Linked DNA regions of Anser cygnoides: region 1 is linked to region 2. A link is a contact called in public Hi-C data. All regions are on one chromosome and are shown on one strand. Each heading gives the region's core, a stretch centred on a gene start, on an enhancer-like site or on the middle of the called end of the contact. The rest is flanking DNA. Distances are from core to core; before and after follow the strand shown. Region 1 overlaps SOS2 (SOS Ras/Rho guanine nucleotide exchange factor 2). Region 2 holds the start of SOS2 (SOS Ras/Rho guanine nucleotide exchange factor 2).

Evidence for each region. A called contact is a pair of places that touch in the nucleus more often than the background predicts.
Region 1: a contact with region 2 is called in a Hi-C map of liver, with 4 times the contacts expected there. The contact joins the enhancer-like site here to the promoter of SOS2 in region 2. A contact is called at or near these places in 2 of 7 Hi-C or Micro-C datasets (both in liver).

The regions. Positions count from the first base shown.
Region 1 is chr5:64,210,779-64,213,478 of Taihu_goose_T2T_genome, forward strand. SOS2 (SOS Ras/Rho guanine nucleotide exchange factor 2) reads left to right here. Exons shown (of 23, transcript XM_048066031.2): 10 at 52-707. Among named protein-coding and RNA genes, the nearest start is that of VCPKMT, 24 kb to the right of the region's middle. Within about 2 kb of position 1,378, at least 1 of the 3 cell types and tissues checked has open chromatin away from gene starts, as enhancers often do. A contact at or near this core is called in liver, where this site is marked.
Region 2 is chr5:64,177,455-64,180,160 of Taihu_goose_T2T_genome, forward strand. SOS2 (SOS Ras/Rho guanine nucleotide exchange factor 2) reads left to right here and starts at 1,366. Exons shown (of 23, transcript XM_048066031.2): 1 at 1,366-1,706. The coding sequence starts at 1,620. L2HGDH (L-2-hydroxyglutarate dehydrogenase) reads left to right here. Exons shown (of 10, transcript XM_048066097.2): 10 at 1-436.

The DNA.
Region 1 (2,700 bases), core at 128-2,627, 33 kb after region 2:
ATGGCAAACATGGAATGTGCCCATCGTGACTTTTTCTTTTATTCATTCAAGGGAGCCAGTCTGTCGCTTCTATAACCGACAAATAAGAAGCAAACACTTGGCCATCAAGAAAATGAATGAAATCCAGAAAAATATTGATGGCTGGGAAGGCAAAGATATTGGGCAGTGCTGTAATGAATTCATAATGGAAGGCACCTTGACAAAAATAGGAGCCAAACATGAACGCCACATCTTTCTCTTTGATGGTTTAATGATCAGCTGTAAAACTAATCACGGCCAGTCACGGCTGCCCGGTTACAGCAATGCGGAGTATAGACTGAAGGAAAAAATTATCATGAGAAAAATACAGATTATTGATAAAGATGACACATCTGAATATAAACATGCTTTTGAACTGGTGTCTAAAGATGAAAACAGTATACTCTTTGCTGCCAAGTCTGCTGAAGAGAAGAGTAATTGGATGGCTGCTCTGATTTCCCTCCAGTATCGGAGTACTCTGGATAGGATGCTTGATTCAGTGTTACTGCAAGAAGAAAACGAACAGCCCCTGAGGTTGCCCAGCCCAAGCGTGTATCGTTTTGTAGTGGAAGACTCTGAGGATAACATTGTTTTTGAGGACAACTTGCAAAGCAGGAATGGAATTCCTATCATCAAAGGAGGAACGGTTGTGAAATTAATCGAAAGGTTAACATACCATATGTATGCAGGTACCCTGAACATTTGCTCTATATGTGTTTTTTAAGACGGTGCTTGTATGGGTGATTAATTTAGTCCTTTTTTTCTTTTTTCTTTTTTTTCCTTTTCTTTCTTTTTTTCCCCTGCATATAGTTAAATGTAAAGTGAGGTTTGCAGAAATAACCCATATCTTATTAAATAAAATAGCTTTGCTGGCAAAGCTATAAGAAGACTTCAGGCATGCAAGTCCCCCCTCCCACAATGTGTTAGTGGTCTAAGGAGCTACCGATGCTTTCTGTTAAACCTTTGCTTCATTCTTCTCCCAAGACCATCGTGGCTAAAGCAGCAGTGTTGCATGCTGCGTGGAGGAGGAGAAATGCTGGTGGTTATTTCTGTTAAGCCTTAGCCTGCCACTTCCTGAAGTCCCTCAGTAGAAAAGGATGCGAATCCCAATCAATTCTTCAGACTTCCCTGTGAAACGCTATCTTAAAGCCACAGAAAGAAAACTTGTAATTATGTGAAGTACTAACACTGCTGAAAATGTTTGAGAGATCTTAGGTGTGAGTCTTTAAAAACGTGCATGCTATTGTAACAACTAGAGCTAGGTTGTCTTGAGCTGTATATCTTAAAGAAAGAAAGAAAAGGAAGATACAGAATTTCTCGTTGGCCACACACTGAAATTCAGCGTTGAAGCTACTCGTTACCATGCAGGTAACCCATAGCTTATGATATCTGTGACTCCCACGTCAGCCAGTTCAAAGACATGGTGGGTTTCTGTGGCATGTTAGGGCATCTCGCTCTTTCGGAAAGAACTGGTGCATCTGACTATTAGTTTGATAGTGTAACTTGCGAGGGTTTTATAGCACAAGTACTTGCCGCTTTGGCTTTGGGAATCTTCAGTGAAAGCATTGTCCTCTCGGGTTTCTGTGTGCTTTTTCCCAAACAGCGTTTGGAGCCAAGACTAACAAACCCTGTCCGTCTGCCTCCGCAAGGGCATTTCAATAACTAACAGCATGCGGAGGGACTCCTAGCAGATCCTGGTGGTGCTTTATCTTTGTATTTATGTAACAATACGTTTTTAGCTGTTCGGTTTTTGTATGTTTGCGTTAGTTTCAGATTGTTTGAAGCAGGTTTGTTCCAGCACAGGTTGTTTGTAGAACTTACGTCGTGTGAAAGAACTTGCCAGTTGATACCAGGATACCATGGGAGACAGCAGATGCAGAGTTGTTAATCTCTTGAATTTAGCTTGTAAGCCGCTATTAGAAGCGCATTGCTTGTATTTTCCATTGTGTTGAGAGTGTTTATTTACAAAAATAGTCTAAAAAAATAATATAAAGGCACCTACACAGGTCAGAAAGCAGAGTAGCAGTCCCCATTCTAAGAGAATTGCAGATCTTGTCTGCAGAGCAGAGAGAACCTGCCCGCCTGTTCAGTGGTAAGAGGAAGATTTTTCTTTTAAAAGTGCCATAAATAATACTGACGAGTGACTGTAGATGTGACGTAGAGGCAGAACAGGCCGGTCCAGGACTAGGGTGCAAACTCAGCAGCACAGAACGAGAGCACCATTACTTCTAGCTTGCAAGCACATTCCTAAATAGGCTCCCTTAAAAACGTTGAGCCTTTGCAGGGAATTTAAGCCCGCTTTAAAGAAGCATCTCTCCTAATCTTCTGGATGCTTCTTAGAAGAAATTAATTGACTGCACGTTGATGACTGCTGGTGTAAGTTGCCTGCACTTAACGCTGACAGATTCTAGATGATTTATAGAACAGTAAGTAAAAAGAAACACCCAACAACCCCAAATCCGTGCTTGTAGTGAACATCTGTACAAGCATTTCTCTAGGCCTGGTTTTCCTGTATTTCACCGTTCATTTGCTCCCAAGCAGCTCAGGCAGCCGCTGCGGCCACAGGCTAGCAGCTTGCTGCCGCTGGTAGCCACGTGGGGGGTCTGCAGCAGGCAACCCCAAATCCGTGCTTGTAGTGAACATCTGTACAAGCATTTCTCTAGGCCTGGTTTTCCTGTATTT
Region 2 (2,706 bases), core at 116-2,615:
TTTAATACATACATACATTGTGTGTTGCCCATGAAGTGTGAAAATGTATGAAAGTATTTTTTTAAAAGGGTCCAACTCACTGGGATGGCTTAATCACCTTGCCTTTCACTATTGTGATTAAAATAGCGTATTTTTAAAATTGCTGTAAGTTCTGTGTATTTCTCCTGACTTACAGAAAAGTTTCACTGGTATTTGCTAACTCTCATCAGATTTAGATGGCTGTATCTCCACCTAATAGGAATTACTTTATTTATTTAGAGGGTAGGGTGCAGAACCTGTCTTCCTAAAGTAGGGGTATCTTATCTGTACTTATACCACTTCACAGCTTTTTCTCATATCGGTATGTGTGGGCAGAACTGGTCCTAAGCCTGACGTGGACCTGTAATGACATGTGCAATGGTAATTCTTGAAATTCCGAATAAATGCATTAAGACAGTTTGGGATAAACTTGCATTTTTTTTCCCCTAAAAGTGCTCCTCCATAGGGTCAGTCCTAAATGTTGGAAGTGTGTGGTACAAGTGTTTTTTTTTAAGGTGTTGTAAAGAAGAAGTGCTTGAGTGCCCATGCCATGGCTTACTAAGTGGCTGCTTTGGGGAAAATGAGCTCCTTTTTGGCACTTCGTGTTTCCAGAACAGGACCACACCATCCTGAAAAATGGGGTCTGGGGGCTCAGAGCTGGGGACGCAACAGTAGGCGAGGGGGCACCGGAGCAGGGAGGTGTGGTGCTGGGGTTGCCTGCTGCCGGCCTGGGGGCTCGCCACAGCCACACCAAAGCCGTAAGTGGGGTTGCTTTTTGCTCACAGTTTGGAGTTGACGAACCAGCATTTTTCCACAGAAGTAACTATTTTGTTGGAAATTTCCCTGGCTGTCCTGATGCAGCGGGAAGGCTGAGAGACCACAGAGCAGAGGGAGCTGTCAGTGAAGCACCCGTCTCCTCCGGGGGAAATCTGCCCTAACAAGGGGTCGCCCTCTCGCTGGCAGAAAGGCAATTTTTATTTTGATTTAATGAATCCCTTTTGGAATAACTCCCTTTGTAGATAAGCCCTAAAAGGGGGGGTGGGGGTACATAAGGTATGAGGGTACATGAGGCATGAGGGGTACATAGGGCGTGAAGGGCACGTAAGACTTCAACTACACTGCCTTCAGAAAGGGCAACCCCGTGGAGGGGACAGTCCGGGGGGGGGGGTGAGGAAAGCCCCCGAGGGAGGCACAGGGGGTCTCCTGAGGGGACCGCGGGATGGCGGCGCCCGCTCCCCTCAGCCCGGCCGCCCCCCTGCGGGCTGCCCGCTACTGACGGGAGGCGGCGGAGGGGGGGGGCCGCAAAATGGCGGCGGCGGCGCATGCGCGCGGAGGGCGGCGGCGGCGGCGGCAGCGGGCGGTAGCGGCCCGCAGCGAGCGGGGCCCAGGGCGCCTCAGCCGCCGCCCCGTCAGCGCCCGGCGAGCGGCCCGGGCCCGGCCCCTCCCGCGCCGGATGTGATGGCCGCCGGGGCGGGGGGGTGAGCGGCCAGCCGCCGGCGGCCCGGAGCTGAGGAGCGGCGGCGGCTTCTTCTTCCTCCTCCTCCTCGTCCTCCTCGGCGGGGACGGGCGGGCCCGATGCGGAGGAGCCGCCGGCGGGCGCCATGCAGCCGCCGCCGCAGCCTTACGAGTTCTTCGGCGAGGAGAACGGCCCGAAATGGCGGGGGCTCTTCGTGCCCGCCCTGCGCAAGGTCAGTCCGCCGCCGGCGGTGGCACCTGCCCCGCGGCCCCCGGCCCTCAGCCGCTTGGTGCCGGTGTCCCCGGGGGAAGGGGGGGGGGAGGCGGCCTCCTCCTGTGGGGGACACCCGCTGCGGGAAGCCGCCCGCTTCGTCCCGGCGGGGTTCTCCCCTTTTGTGAGGTGATTTGTAGAGCTGGGCAGCCCCAGCCCATCGCTGGGGGGGCCGGGGAGGCTTGGGGACGTGCCTGCCCCCCTCAAAAATAACAGTCAGAATTTGTTTAACGGTCAGCGGTGTTAAAAGGCAGGCAGGTAGTCCTGTGGCTGGCGTAAAAACCGCTCGTCACCTGCCTGAAGAGTCCTGAGGTAGGGTTTTGCCTCTCGAAGCCTCCTCCTGAGCTGCCAGCGGTTAAAGCACGAAGCCTGCCCTCGGCGCTAACCACCTCCTCCCCACCTGAGCTGGGGCTCCATCGCCTCGTCCCAAAGGGTTTCACGTCCTTACAACTTATTTTTATGGTGCAACACCAAAAAAAGCGTTAAAGTCACTGGATTAACACCGCTCTTGCTGATTCTGTCATCGTATACTTCATTTGGGGCAAAAGAAATAGGACAGGATCTTACTTTCTAAGCAGCAAAAATAAATATTTGATACCAGTGGCTGCCTGTAAAAATTCGTAATTGCTTATAGATAATCTTTTTCCTCCTGGGAAAGTTCCTTGTCTGCAGTACCCACCCTTTAGCGTGAAGCAATCGTACCGTAACGTGCATTTCTCCTATGAACGTGCAGTATCAGTGAGTCAAAACAAAATTGTATCATTGTTCCAGTTTCGAGGAGAAAGCCAGTTTGAAAATCCTGTTTAAAAGATGGAATGCCCTGATACCGGCGCTGGGGATTTTTAAACCCGGGCTATTTTAGCAAATGCCTGAGTTATTGTTTTGTTTACATCTTGCACTTTCACTTTGGTAATGAGATGAGAGCGTGCCCGTTATTTGCAGGCTAGCCGAAAACTGTTGCA